2 separate regions of the Sus scrofa genome follow, and region 2 is linked to region 1. Evidence: chromatin contacts called from public Hi-C data. All regions are on one chromosome and are shown on one strand. Each heading gives the region's core, a stretch centred on a gene start, on an enhancer-like site or on the middle of the called end of the contact. The rest is flanking DNA. Distances are from core to core; before and after follow the strand shown. Region 1 has its middle 420 kb from the start of LMO4. Region 2 holds the start of LMO4 (LIM domain only 4).

Region 1 (7,644 bases), core at 3,815-6,314:
AAATTTATTTCTGTTACAGTCCCAGTGCAGTGGAAGCTGATAACCCCAGCCCTAACCACCCCCCCACCCTGTATTTTGTGTGCTACTAATTAGACTAAAGACCCAGTGCTCCTAGGTAATGCTTTTCCTCCTGTGCCCAGGTTCCTCAACTGAGTTCTTTATTAGTTTCTGCCCACTGTCTTGAAAATGCCTGTAGCTTTGCCCTGAGTCTGAACCTGCTCTGCTCTGTTCCAGGTGGTGTCTTGCCCTGGCCACAGAACACCTGCCCAATTGCAGGTGTGAGGATGGCGGTACCACAACCATCACACCTCTTGAAAAACTCTCCCAAGTATGGGTCACTTTGGATTCTCTGTCTACATAAGCTGACCATTCACTGGGACCCTGGGTCTCCTCTTGGGAACGTCGGTCTGTCATGTTTTCTAAATTGTCTCTGCTAGCCATGTGCTTTAGACAGCATGCCTTGCATGTGCTTTCGATGTCCGTGTTCATGAGAGATGTCGTAAGGGCTTACAACCGAGTTTTCAGATAAGTCACTACAAACTATTTGGAGTGGTTTATATATATACATATTTTACAAACAAAACACAGAAATAGAAGACAAGCTGCCAAAATATTCATTTGGGCTAATAATCCTGATATTTACCTGCAAGCTTGCCTCAGCTCCTAGTCCTTAAAATAGAGGTAAGACCTCCTCGACCTCTGAGTTTTTATTTTCATAATAACGCCATAGGTCATCATTTCCAGGATTGCTGTTGTGATGAGTGTCCGGTTCTTATTCTCTCACCAATGCATTTAAAGTAACTATGCAAACTCTACAATAAAACTCGGCCACTTGAAAGGTACAATCTCAAAACGCATATTCTCGATATTTTAGTAATAGGACAGAATTCTCATTTCAGTCCTCTATGTGCGTGGCAACAAGGTGAGACGAAAAGCGCTCATGCAATTAGTGAATGAGGGACCAGGACCAATTAGAATACGCACGAGGTGCCAACAAGGGTTAAAGAGGGTGAGGGTTGACTTGCAGGTCGCAGGGGAAGAGAACCAGCGGGAAGACCTGGTGGGCCAGGGAGGCCTGAAAGGTCTGGGGCCATTTCCAATTACCAAGACGGAGGAGCTGGGCAAACACTTCTAAACCCTCGAAAGAACAATGACTCTGCCGCAGGGAAGGGAGGCCCTTTCTAGCAGGGGGTGGGGGTCGGTATTTGGAGTTAGAATTTGGTGGAGTCTTCTGGCAGACGTTTATTCAACTGAATCTTGTAAAATTTATTTCTGGAATTTAGAATTGGAAAGTTGGATGTAACAGAATAGTTAAGCAAAGAGAAAAAAAAAAAAACTATGTAAAATATACCAATAGCAAAAATATGAAGTCAAGTCTTATATAACTTTTAAAACATTAATCTTATTTTTTCCTCAGGAAATGATTATAATTCCATCCATAACCATAAGAAAGATTCATTTGAAATTTAAAAAACCTTCACATGCTCAAATTATTCTTAATAATCTGGAGATAGAATGTGTTTTGTGGGAGTCAGAAGTGAAAATAAAGTATAGAAAAGTCTGCCACCAAGTAGAAAAGCAGCCGAGGCCTATTTTTGTATGAAGTCTTAATATCTCCAAAGCAGCCTCCATAAAAGAAACATGTATCTTAACGTGTTTGTCTTATTCAAACATATTAGTCGTGTTCAATGTATTTTAAAATATCGCCATCTCTACTTCAAAACTATGATGTTGAAAAACTTTGCTAATTTTCACTTCCCTAATCTGCAAGCCCCCCATTCTCACAAAGAACCCCCAGTCTCACGTCACTTCGCAGCAAAGATTTAATAGCTGAGAGCTCTATCATGTTCTCACATTACTAAGACTTCATTATTTTTACATGCCACACGGCAGGACAGTTACTAATATACTATTAAGTATTATCATAAATAATTAAAAGGCAACTACACTTGACAAAATGAAAGAACAAAGTGTATTCTGTGTTGCAGTCAACTCGTGTGTATGTTGGCAAGAGCGCGCTCAGCACATGGTTTAAAAATAGAAAATCAATTACTAAGCGCAACCTCAGTCGGACTGCAATGGGCCTCCTTCTCATTAGTGTGAGTTAGTGAGGTCTTTTTCTGGCTCGTACCTGCCAATTAAATCATATAGTCATTATATCATTATCACTGTTAAATTGGAAAAAAGAATTAAGCACCAATAAAGCCCTGTCTTGGTGCCAGCCTGTCCCACATAGCCACGCCTCTCACCCGGTGGAGGGGAAGACCCAGCACTTTTCCCACTCGCTCCCCTCCCCCCCGCTCTCCGAGGTAAGGATTGACTCTCCTATTAATTGGTCGTCATCTATTTAGCAGCACACGCCACGGGGCCAGCCCTGCATGGATGATGTTCAGGAGATGCGAGTGGAAGGAATGATTTTGCCTTCAAGGAGCTCACAGTATAATTTGGAAAACGAGCTTCCCGTAGAAGGAAAAAAAAAAAAAAAAAAGGAGGAGCCAGGATCCGAACACATATGAAGTTTTCAATTGTGTGGCTGTCGCTCCTGAGCTGCCTGTTAGATGACGCCAGATCCAGAAAGACCTCCCAGATCTTAGGAGCCTGGAGTAAACGTTGGGCATCCAAGCTTGGTGGGGATTCTGCCCTGGCTCGGTGAAAAGCGGCCCACTTATGCAGCTTTCAGGGAATCCACACACTGTAACGGGACCGCTCTCACCAGCCCACACTCACCTTGAGGATGGGGCTGGCGCATCCACAGCACTCACGCGCACACATACACACACCCCCGGAGCGCGGGCACAGAAGGGGATGGGCAGCACGGCGCCAGGGGGCTGAACCGCACAGGGCCCGGGCGTCTGGCTCATGGGGGTGAAGCAGAGTTCCGTCCTCAGCCCAGGACGATGGAAAGCTCTGAACCAGACCAAACGGCTCGGAGAGGACTCAGGTTTTGAAAGGAGCCCCTCCGACGCCACTGCGCTGAAGAGCAGAGAAAATGAATGCAGGGAGCTCAGATAATGTGAAATAAACATTTCGTTAAGTGAGGAGGGGCGGCCAAAATTAACATGTGTTTTGTGGTGTGATTTACCCCAATTTGGGTAATAGCCAGGGTTTCTTGGCCAGTAACATGCAAGTGTGGTTATTGCTCTGCTGGTATGAATCAGCCCATTCTTTCCGAAAGTAAACAACTTACATTCTATTACTATCACTGTTGATAATTTGATAGTCTAGAGAGTCCATGCTGAGTTAGAAGCTGGGGATAGATAGTGAGGTAAATTAGAAATGTATTGAAAAACGTTGTACTTAGTCCTTTAGCAGGTGGCTCTGCTGAGGTGTTCCAAATGGAACGCATGCTTTTCGAAATCTCTTATTAGTTGCTAATCTTGCGAGGTGGGCCGTCCAAATTGCTGGATTTTTAAAGAGCGACGTGCCACCCCCTTTGCTGGGAAACATGAAGTTGTGCGATCACTGTGCAAGGAAACAGGATTAGTTGGAGCCTTTAGGATTCCCAGGGTAAACTGGGGTTACCTGGGGTTTAGATGGGGCTCTGGGCTCGGAGGGGAGTAAGGCGGTAGCATGAAGTTTTCACAGGTTGCAGCTAATTCTATGTGGACTTGGCAGGAGCAGTGGTTTTCTCCTCATGCTCCTCTCCCTGCTTGAAGGCGCTCCGTGGCTCTTCCTTGCTCCTTGGACGGCTTCCAGAGCTTTCATAGGGTCTGCCAATCCCTGCCCGGACGGGCTGCCTCCCGCCAACCACTCCAGCTTCATTTCACCCCTTTCTCTGCAGGCGTTCAGGTGAGTTCCTGACCTGCGTGCTTCTCCCTTTGACAAAGGATGTTTGACCTCTCTCCACACTCTGCTTGGAATGCCCCTACCCTGTTCCCATGCCCACATCCACCTCTCGCTGTTCAACGGATTCCTACAGTGTCTTTACGTCTTCGTTCCGTAATTACTTTCTCAGGCAGGCCTGAGACCCTCTCACCACAACCTCCCGCCCGGACTCGGTACCACTGGCTCTTTGGCTGCCCACCTAGCACTAATAATTATCCTTCTCAGCAGTGACGCTTGTACTTTTAATTCATTAATTTACATCATCATTTGTCGGCTGCCTCCCTCTCATCAAACCGTGAGCTCTGTGCGGATGTGAGAGTCCGTTTCTGGGCCACAGCCCCATCCCTAGAGGCATGTGCACCTGACACACAGTATGTGCTCGATAGACACTTTCGAATAAATAAGTGAATGAAGACACAATTCCGATGACAAATGGTTCCTTCGTGTTCTTGCCTCTCGGCCATCTCATAGCCACTTGCTGGAATGTGGATGTCTCCCTGCAGCCCACTTGGGGTCCCCTTCTCTCCGGGTGTGGTTGTAGTTGCTGCCATTGCCCCGCATGGACAAGCAGGTACAGGATGGTACCCGCCGAGGCAGAGGCTTAATTCCAGGCAGCCCTATAGAAACCGGGGTGGGGGTGGGTAGGAGGGACTAGTTCAGCTCCCCAGGGAGAAGAGACAGTAAAACAGAAATGCAAAAGGGCCAAGAGGCCCTAACGAGAGCTCTGGAGTTCAAGGCCTCTTGGCTCCTGCTCTACCATTTGAAAGGGCTGCTCTGGACGTTATGAACCCACACTTAATTTTTCCGGCTAAAAAGGTGAAATTTAAAGGAGGCTGGCCTCAAGTTTAAAAAAGGGCAACTGAACTAAAACCCACGGACAATAAGACCCTCATTAACTCACTTAGAAGTTCATCTTTCAGGCCTTTCCCAGCGGGGTTTCTAGAAGCGCAAGCAGCATGGATGCTCCTTAGGATTCAGGCGAAGTCTGGTGGTGCCCCCTCCCCGCGCAGGTGGGGCTCCTCCCTTCCTCAGCAGGAGAAAGGACTGAAGGGCACACAGCACCTTTGCACGCCTGGTATTCCTCTTGAATTCGTTCTCACTGTCCTTTCCAGGAAAGCAGCCGCTGGGTCAGCGGGGCCAGGAAGCTTTGGGGACACGGGGAGAGGCGACAGGGACGGTGAGGCAGGGGCCCTGAGTGATGGTTACACAGCCAGAGCTTTCCTCTGGCTTCTGGTTGCCACAGACACAGCCCTGGAAGGCTGACCGGCCATGTGGTCCCAGCCAGGGCCCAAAGGGACTGACTCCAGCAGCACCAGCTGGAGAAGCGCAAACGTGCCCTCGGAGGGGCAGCGGCAGAGCCGGCCAGGGACCTACTGCGGGACTTGTTTTTCGCCCTCTTTAAAGTTGCAATAAAATGGCAGAAAGGAGTTTTGAAGCCGCCTTTGAGCAATTTCACTGTCGATTCCCTTTGCCACAGAAGGGTAAAGTTGATAAACTGCTAAATAACCAACTTTTGTATATTTCATTGGAAAACTTTAAAATTTTAAATACTCCCTTTATAGCCCTGGTAAAGCATGACAGGGACTCGGGGGTGGCCTCGCTGTGCTCCTCTGGTGGGTGGATTTGAGCTGCTTGGTTAATAGCACGCTGAGGGACTGTCACTGGCCTGGCTTCCACCCCCAGCCCATGACTCACTGGCTGGAGACAGTTACTACTCCTGGGAAAGCCACATGTTCATATAATTCCAGGGAAGAGCCTGGGCCTGAGACAGAAGTGGAGTCTAGTCTTTCGGAGTCGATTGGAGGAATAAATCATCCTTATGGGGAAAGACTCACACAGATGGAAGTGGATCCCAGATTGGGGTGGGAGGGACCCAATGATAGAATTATTTAACGCTCTGGAATATTCATGTGCTTTTCGAAGATGGTGATCCGGTCTTTGTCATCTTTGTTTTCCCAGGGTTTTGTGTAGTGCTTCGCACGTAGCAGGTGCTCAATAAATTTGATTTGATGAGTAAGTAAAGGAACGAAGACGCAAAAGCGGAGTAGACCTTTCGTGGAGCTGTGCTCTACGATAGCTTCGTAATTTGTGTGAGGAAGCGTCACAAACTATGACTGAACAGAAATTTGTCGTCTCAGTTCTCGAGGTTATACATCTGAGATCAAAGGGTCAGCAGATTCTTGCTTCCTCTGAAGGCAGCAGAGAAGGACCTCTCTCAGGCCTCTCTTAGCTTCTGGGAGCTCTCTGGTTTTTGACAGTGTAACTCCAGTTCTTATACCGCAGTGTGTGTGTGTGTTTGTACAGGTCAGATTCCAAATGACTTCTTTATACAAGGATATCAGACGTGCTGAGTTAGGGCCCCACGCTATGCCAGCACCACTTCATCTTACTTTCGTGAATTTCGTCTAAAGGAGATCTATTTCCGTGTAAGGTCCCCTTCTGATGTGCTGGAGGTTAAGGGTCCCGCATGCCAGTGGGGGTGAGGGCACACTTCAGAGCCTGGCACTTTTTCCTTTGTACACTCCCTGGTGGAATTCTACGAGACAAATATTCAGAGAGCCCTCATTCGATAGGTACTTTCCTGCGCGTCCAGAGATGCGGGTTCTGGATTCAGCTCGGCAATTAACCACGTGCGACATAAACAGGACTTTCATCACGGTTAACGGGGAGGCTGGGAAGTTCATCTTTAAGGTGCTTCTCAGCTCAAACTTTGAATAATGTGGTTTTTTAGCCATTCATTTGAAATACACTTCTTATATGCTCCCTGCCCTATTGTTTCATATTTAGATTAGACTTTCGGGATTCTATAGCAATTCTACAGCAATGTTTCATTCAAGAATTCAAAAACTTGGTCTTCCTGCTGCTGAGGCCAATGTCCCGAACTCATAAAGCCAGGGAGCACGTCTGTTTCTTTTCCCGCTGAATTTCAACAGCTAACATAGTGCCTGGCACTCAATACACAATAATAGTAAACGCTCAATAAATATGTGTTGAATAAATATTGAATGAATGAATGAATGTACTTATTTCAAAATTATCTCCATAAATTTGTCAGCCATGCTCAACTCCATGCATGTTTAAATCTTCTTTCCCCACCGTTCCCATTTCCCTCTAACTGCCAGCTCCAATCTAACTGAGAGCTCAAATCCTCATGTCTAATATCTATAAATCAACGGTTATCCATAGATGAAAGAGTTGCACGGTATCTAAGGGGTCATGTGGAATATCTGGAGCACCGTGAAGAAATCAAGGTGTGGGTGACACAGCCATCACATAAAACGTGGCGGGAAACACCTTCGTAAATATCCTTCAAAGCAAAAATCTGGTGCAGAAAATTAGCACCTCTTTAGGAAACTTCTTAAGAACTCTAGGGACTCGGCCCCGGTGCATACTGTAGATTACGTTAGGTGGTCGGAGCACCACGCACATAGGAAATGAAGAGTACAGCAGGAGGTTGAGAACACAGGAAGCATTCATTTCCGTGTTGATGTGTGGGTCATCAGTGGCATTCACGGAGGGTACAGGAGAAGAGCCAAGAGCAGCGCTCTGGGAGTTCCCATCATGGCTCAGTGGTTAGCGAATCCGACTAGGAACCATGAGGTTGCGGGTTTGATCCCTGGCCTCGCTCCGTGGGTTAAGGATCCGGTGTTGCCGTGAGCTGTGGGGTAGGTCGCAGACGAGGACTGGATCCCGCGTTGCTGTGGCTCTGGCGTAGGCCGGGAGCTGCAGCTCCGATTTGACCCCTAGCCTGGGAACCTCCATATGCCGCGGGAGCAGCCCCAGAAAAAGACCAAAAAAAAAGAGCAGCACCCTGTGAAT
Region 2 (7,644 bases), core at 3,228-5,727, 420 kb before region 1:
AAAGAATGTTTTTCATACATGCCCCAAGCGACTTGATCATAAGAATGCAATGTTACGTACCGATCGAGAGAGGTAAGCCTTTTAATTTTGAGGTACTGGAAATATAAAGAAATGAGTCCTGTAATTGGTATTTTAGAATGTCCTCCGCTTGATGCCATAGGCAACAACTCCCGCTTTTTTTGCAGCCTTCATTTTGATGGTTCGAAAGACAGAAATCTCCCGGACAGACACTAGAACCAGCGATGTTTCAACATCTGCATTGTCTAGCCAGATCCTCCCTGCAGGTTCCTTTCCTCAATCTCGCAGTACCGTGTGTAATACAATATGAAAACTTGTCCCACAAGGCTGGTTTTACTTAATGATACTTAGCAGAAGGGCTTTGCACTTTCATGATAATTTCCACCAGAAAAATCTCTCTGGAACTTACTAATAATAATCAGACCTAATATTAGCCTCCGATCGGAGATTTATTAAGCCTATTTGGCAGAGTAAAGTTGAATGACTAGGTATTCCAGCATCTAGGCTGAGCGGCGGCCCTGGAAACAGACACTCAGACTAGCACCCTAAGAGCATTCCTCAAAACTTGATTTATACTGCAAGTAACCTTTCTTACTCTCCAGAGGCTGTGAGATTTCGAATCTTGTAATGACTTCCATTGCCGTGGGGCCAAGGCTCCCCCTCAGCCTCCCATCCTCTGCAGTGGGGGGGACGCGGGGGCAAGGCTCTCCCCCCCCCACCCCGCTCCCAAGTTTTCCTCAACTTTGATCTGCTTGCCACCAACAGTGACAAATGCCTACTGGGCGCCTAGTTTATACTCAAGCTGATGGGGAGAAGAGGGGTAGCTGGTGGGGACCTTGAAGGGGGGGCATTTTCAGTTCTGAAATGCAGGGACTATGGAAGGCCTTACTCTTTCTACCACCTTAATTAAACTTCCACTAAGTTCCGAAATCTGTTACATCGTGAATTTAAAAACAACCCCCCCCCAAAGCACCTCTATCTGCGTGTGAGGGCAGTCCACCGTCCCCAGATGTGGGGCAGGCTTTTCCACCTCAACAGGAAGAGACCCATTTCTGAGACGGCTGCAAGTTTCCTGCGGGGCCCGTCCGGGCGGGTGGGAGCGCGCGGGCCCCGCGCCGGGCAGGTGCGGTGCCCGAGGGGGCGGGCGGCGCGCGTCCCGGGCGCCCGGCGCGGGGGGCAGGTGCGGTGCCCGGCGCCTCGCTCGCCATCCCGCGCCGCGGGGGCCGCCCGGCGCCGCCCGGGGACCAGATCGGGGCCGAGGCCGCTCCTCCCTCGGCCCGCTCCGCCGCCCGACGCCGGCCCCCGCCCCGGAGTCTGGTTTCAGTCATCCTTTGTCCCGGCCCCGATTGGCAGGTTTTATTATTCCGCCTCAACAATCCGGCCGCCCAGTGGCTGAGGGTCGCTGACGTCGGCGGCAGAGCCGGGAGCAGTTGGGATTCTGCTCCGTCAGTAACACATGGGGAAGAGCCGCGCCGGGAGCCCGCGAGCCGGCTAGAGGCCCGCCCGCCGCCGCCGCCGCCGCCGCCGCCGCCACCACCGCCGCCGCCGCCGCCGCCGCCGCCGCCTCCGAGCCGGGCACAGCCGCCCCGGCAGCCGCCCCGGCCGCGGCGCAGGCTCGGGCGCTCCGGGCCCCGCCGCCCAGCTCCCCGCCTCCCGGCCGCCGCCCCGGCCGCCGCCGCCGCCGCCGCTCCCGGGGCCGAGGTGTCCGCGGCCGCCCCCCGGCCGGAGGTGCAGGAAGCCCGGCCGAGCGCCCGCCGCCGCCGCCGCCGGCCGCCCCGAGCGAGCGGGCGCGCGGGAGGGAGGCAGGCGGAGGAGGAGGAGGAGCAGCGGAGGCGCGCGGGCGGGCGGGGCGGGGGCCGCCGGGCGGGGATATACAAAGTGAAGCCACATTGCCAAACTTGCAGCGGCGATTGCAGCAGTTGCTGCCGCGGCGCCGCGGCCCGAGGGCTCCTGCGGCTGCTCGCGCCCAGCCGGACGCCGAGGAGCACGACCCGGACCGAGACGGACACTTCTGCTCCCCGCCGCCTGCCACTGACGCGGGCCCCCCAGCCCAGCCCCAGAGCCGCGCGTTAAAAAAAAAAAAAAAAAAAAAAAAAAAAAGCCCTTCGCCCCCTCCTCCCCTTTCCTGCCTCTGCGAGGACACCCCCTCCCTCCTGCTCCGCCAGCCCCGGCGCCCCTTCCTCGGAAGCCGAGCGGCTTCGCTCGCATTTCGCCGCCGCCGCCTCGCGCAGTCTTGCAATATAGGGGAAAAGCAGGTAAGGGGACGGCCGGGGAGCCGCGGGCAGGGAGGGGGGACCGGGGCGAGGGGCCCGATCGGGGCCAGGGCTGTTTCCTTTGGCTTCCTTCCCTTGAGCGTCCCAAATTGCAAGTAAACAATACGTCGGCTTCGATAATGCGCGAGTCTGAAACTAGCGAGGCCGGCCTGCGAGCCAGCGCCGAGGCAGCCCCGGGCCGCCAGCTTTGTAGCGGTTCCTGCTTACAAAAGGGTTCTTCTCCGAGACCCGGCTGGTGGGGACCCGGGAGGGGGTGGGGTACTTTCAGTTCCGAGAGGCCAGGCAGGAGGTGCTTGAAGGGTCTGGCTCTGGGAAGTCGTGCGGGGGAAATAGTCACGACCCCCCCCCCCCCGCCGCCGCCGCCGTAAACACTATTTTTGAAACAGTGGCAGAAAGGACCTAAGTGAGCAGGATTCGGCATTGCTGGTTCTTTAAAAAAAAAAAAAAATCCTCTTGGCTTATAAGTCTTTTGTTCCAATCCAGGAGAAATCTGGTGAATCACCTAATTAAAATCAAGACATGAATTAAGCATCCATTTTTGTACTACAAATTGCCAGCGCTACGTCTGTCCCTCCCTCGGTCTCCATTAAAAAACACCAGAGACGTTGTTGGGGGGGGGGGCGGTTCTTGCCTCTAGCTGCCAGTTCTGCTTTCTATTTCACTGACTATCCCAGGACCTAAATTGCTTGGCTATGTAATTACTAGAGTATAAGCCTATTTAACTTAAAAGCTTCCTTTTTTTTTTTTTTCCAACTCTAAATGAAACTTGATGAGGGCCCGTCCTGAGTTATCAGGGGAGTCAGTTTCTGGTCAGTCCTCTTGATTCATCTCTTTTAGATTTAATCAGCATTAAGGTATTGCTTGTCCTTAAGAGCTTTAGCTAATGGGGTTACTGGATGCTTTTCTCAGTGTAATGTTTCCTTTTCAAAAAAAAATATACATATATATTTACCTCTCACCAAAGATGGGGGCGGGGGAGAGCTCGGCACCTCCCCTCCCTCCCTCTCCTCTTTTAAAAAGGAATTCAGTGCGATTAAAACGTGGAGGGGGGGGCCCGCACAGTTTAAAGACCTAGGGCAGGAAATGCAGATTCATTTGGGTTAGGGCTGAAATTGTAACAAAAAGCAATTCCTCGAGTAAATGCATCAGATAAATCAATTTACATAAAGGTATGATGCATTCGGATAAATGCAATGCTAATGGGTTTTAGAGTGGTCCCCTTTCCAAAGTCTCAGGGTTTTGTTACAGCTTAATTGGTGCAGTTCTTATTCTGGTTTATTGTGCGGTCACTGGACACACGTTCCGGGACTCTTTCGGAGGAAATGTGTTTAAAATCGGCCTATTTAAGGAACCCGAGTCCTTGTTTCGTTCCCTTCCCCTCGTGTTTTTTTTTTTTTTTTTTTTTTCCTTCCAGCAGCCAAGTTGGGCCGGGGACAGGCAAAGTTCGCTCTCTCCCTTCTGAGGTGTCAGCTGAACGTCTTGAGCAGATAGCCGGAGCCTGGGGGGAGCCCGCACTCTCGGCTTGCAGAGGACAAAGACAAAACAGGCTGCTTAATTGGCAGTAAATAACTTGATCTTTTTATAGAATAAGTGACTGGAGGAACACTAGGACTTTATTGGACTCGGGATTGGAGGCAACAAATTAATCGGTTTAGGCTAAGCTTTATAAATTGATTCCTATATTATCCCCCAGTTGCTTCTCTCGTGACATTCATTAGGAAGAGTGGGGAATTTCTAAAAGCAGTTTTTGGTGACAGCAGGGCTGGCTTGGATATAACTTGTGCATCTTTTAACTGGCTTCTCGCATATTATCTGCCCCCCCCCCCTTTGGAGGAACAAAGCTTTAGCATTTAAATTGCTGATCAAGGGCAGATTAGTGGGACCGAAGTGGAGAGTGTTTGTCTAGGAAGTTAACAGGCATCCTAAAGTTCAATGATCTATTATTCTTGCCTGTGTCCCGAAAACCCAGAGAAAACATTCATTGATCTTCAAAATGAAATGAGATTTGGAACAATAATGGGAGATGGCGGTCACCACAATGGCATGTGAAAGGTGCTGTTTAAAATACGAAAAACCAGTTTCGCAACTTTACACAGCGCACCCCCCGCTCCGGTCCCCTCGGCTCCCCTCCCACCCCCAGCTCCCCTTCTCCCCTCGGCGGGTTCCTCCCTTCCCTTTCTGGAAGCCCAACTCTTTCCAACTTGGGAACTGCAGCTGCACCTCCCGAGGCAGCGCAGGGCCGGGAACGTGGCTCCGGCGGGGGCCGCCTCCCCGCGCCCCTCGGCGGGGCCCGGGGAGGGGCCGGGCGCGGCGGTGGGTGGGTTCGCCCCTCGTTTGCTGCGGGCGGCGGCGGCGGCGGGGGGGGGGGGGGCGGGGGGCGGGGGCGGGGCGGGGGCGGCGCCGCGAGGGGTGGAGCGCGCGGCGGAGCCTCGCTCCCGGAGTTTTGACAGTACCCGAGCTGGGATTGTCAGCGGCGGCGAGCGCTGGAAAGTTGAGAGGAGCTCGTGGCCCCAGAACAAAGCTTGAGAAAAGTAAACAGGCGGCTGCCGCCCGCCAGCCTCCCCCTTCCCTCTCCCCTCGTCGTCCTTCCCGCCCCGGCCCTGCTGCTTCCTTCCAGCAGACGTGGGGGGACCGGGTTCGCTGCGGCGCGGCGATTACTAACTTTTGCATCGCCCTGTTCTTTCTCTCCCTGGCCCCTTCCCGCCCTCTGCAGACCATGGTGAACCCGGGCAGCAGCTCCCAGCCGCCCCCGGTGACGGCCGGCTCCCTCTCCTGGAAGCGGTGCGCAGGCTGCGGGGGCAAGATCGCGGACCGCTTTCTGCTCTATGCCATGGACAGCTACTGGCACAGCCGGTGCCTCAAGTGCTCCTGCTGCCAGGCGCAGCTGGGCGACATCGGCACGTCCTGTTACACCAAGAGCGGCATGATCCTTTGCAGAAATGACTACATTAGGTAAGGCTTGGCTGCCTGTCCCCGACCCGGGCCGGCAGAGCGACGGCAAGGCCAGAGGTTACCGAGGGCTTTGAGGAAAGGAGCCGGGCACCTGGGAGGGTACAGCGTAGCCTTCACCTCGAAAACCTGGTTGGCCGAAATTTAAGGGGTTAAAAAAGGCATGTGTTAATCTTCCAGTTTTTCATGGCAAGTTAATGGCGAATGCCATACTAAAACCGCCCATGTGGTGGGACTGGGCAGCTAGGTGTGCAAAGGTTGGGCCATTCTTGGGAGCAGGATTTAAAGGGGTCGGCCCCAGTTGGACCTTCCACTAAAAATAAACATTGCCAGGGGGAGTGAAGCTGCTTTCTTAAAGGGACAAAAGATTGACTTAAAAACAAGTGTAGTTAGTGAGAAATGATTTGCCTGTGATGCTGGCTAATGATGATATTTACATAAGCACCTTTAAACTTTATTTGAGTGGAAAACTGTGACTCATTCTTTGTGCTCCTGGTGAAAAATGCTGATTAGCCATCAGCTTAAAGACTTGTAATTCTTCTTATAGCAAAGTAACCCGAACCAGGAAAAAAAAAAAAAAAAAAGAGCACTTCATGGTCATAACCCTCTTTCTATACTGTTACTCGGAGGCCTGCAGCGCCCAGTGTTAGTGTGTGGTTTGAGATGTAGAATTTGCAGTGCTTTCAACTGAGGAATGTTCAGATTTGGGGGTTTTTGTTGTTGTCATTTGTATCACTACCCTTGATCCCCAAAAGAGATTTAGGAAAAGAGGCTATAGAATTATACTAATCGTGCATTTTAAAGCAATGTATAGGAACATTCATACGCCCGTGTAAGCAGTCTTTTCCAACAAGTTTCAGTGCAATTAATGGAAGGAATTCAGGAGGTCAGGTGCCTATAGGATCTTTTCAGGTGAACTCAAGCTACTTAAACTCATTAATTTGAAAGGAGGCATTTGAAGGATTACACATTTAATTTGAGTAAATGGTTTGATAGACTGATGCACATGAATGCTTCTAGGAGGTGTTCTGTTTCAACATCCAGTAATTAAAAAAAAAAAAAACCACACGCATACGGTGGATACTAGAGAACGCTCCCTTTAAGAATTGCGTTCTATGTAAATTTCTGCCCTCAACCCTTTGCTTCATAGAGGGTAGAAAATTTGGCTCTTTCTTCAACGCGGCTGAATCAGTGGATGAGGCATTTTGTTCAAAGTTCAGCTCCATCGTGATTCCCTCACTCTACGAATCAAACTGCAAAGGATCCTAGAGCAGTTCGGGGCTGACTATGGCAGTGTTTACGCAGCCACATCATTAATGTAAAATGACGGAATAAGATGACATTTGGTTCTTCCAGTAACGCAACCTGTGTCCTCGTTGCCGGCATCTTCAATCAGCCAAATAAAAGAAATATAGGAAGGGAAAGGGCTTTTATTTTTAAATTAAGATGGCAGCATTAATTTCACTAAGTGTTCTTGGAGAAGTACACGTTGGAAACTCCGCAGGAGCGTGGCTGTAATGCTTTCTGGTGCTCCTTCCAAGCCATGCCATGGGCTTTGACAGTATTGTAATTAAATAGAGAGCAGAACTGGGGTAAGAAGGAGGGTGGTTTCAAGGGGAAAACCTGGCCGTGCTGTTCAGAAGCGGTGAATGGGAGATTCCTATCTTCTCCTGGTGCCTCAGAAAACCTTCGCCTCTGATTACCACTCATTAAAAAGAAGACGGGTCCACTTGTATTCCCTCAAGACGAGTTGAGGCAAGTGGCTTCCTGGGAATCACCTCCATTCCTTTCCTTCTTCTTGGGAACAAATACAAATGCCCATTTGGTGTCTTCTGGTGCCTGAATGGCGCAATGGAGGCTGAGTGCCCAGCTCCAAGCCTTAATTAATTGGGTCCATAGTCTCCCCTCCTTGCTCTTCCCCCCGATTTGGAAAACTGGAGCTATAGGCTTGCTCTTGCACCCAGGCTGCCTGAGACCTTAGGTCTGTCCAGTTGAGACGAGTTCTCTCTCAGCACCAAAGTGATCCCCTCTCACTGCTCAGGGCTCAGCAGCGGATCCCCGCCCCGCCCCCCAAGTTTAAGGGATGTCGCAGAAGTCTTCCTTCAGGGGTCCTTCCTCTGCCTTCCCAGATTCCAGAAGGGTGGGGAGGCCCCCCCCCCCCCCCCCAGTCTCCGCTCAGTCCACTTGTTGGAGGAGCTTTCAGTTCTGCGGGGACGGGGACCAGGGCGGCAGCCGAGGATTGCGGCTAATCCGCCCGCCGGCCGCCAGGTGAAGGGACCCTTCGGCCCCAGCTGGGACCACAGAGCGATTTATTAAGGGGCTTTTAAACTGTCTGCCTTTGAGGTTGTGGTTTTCTGAATACAACCAAGGTCTGGCTAAAAAGCTTCGGGAGAGCTGGGGAGGC

What was found. Hi-C and Micro-C count contacts between places; a contact is called where the count stands out from the background.
Region 2: a Hi-C map of embryonic fibroblasts shows a contact between it and region 1, with 1.8 times the contacts expected there. The contact joins the promoter of LMO4 here to the enhancer-like site in region 1. A contact is called at or near these places in 3 of 47 Hi-C or Micro-C datasets (adipocytes, embryonic fibroblasts and retroperitoneal adipose tissue) and 1 of 2 datasets of contacts at active chromatin or transcription factors (skeletal muscle).

The regions. Positions count from the first base shown.
Region 1 is chr4:128,486,246-128,493,889 of Sscrofa11.1, reverse strand. No RefSeq gene overlaps it. Among named protein-coding and RNA genes, the nearest start is that of LMO4, 420 kb to the left of the region's middle. Within about 2 kb of position 5,064, at least 6 of the 83 cell types and tissues checked have an H3K27ac peak or open chromatin away from gene starts, as enhancers often do. A contact at or near this core is called in embryonic fibroblasts, where this site is marked.
Region 2 is chr4:128,904,822-128,912,465 of Sscrofa11.1, reverse strand. It overlaps LMO4 (LIM domain only 4), which reads left to right and starts at 4,477. Exons shown (of 5, transcript NM_001112686.1): 1 at 4,477-4,604; 2 at 5,005-5,243. The coding sequence starts at 5,008.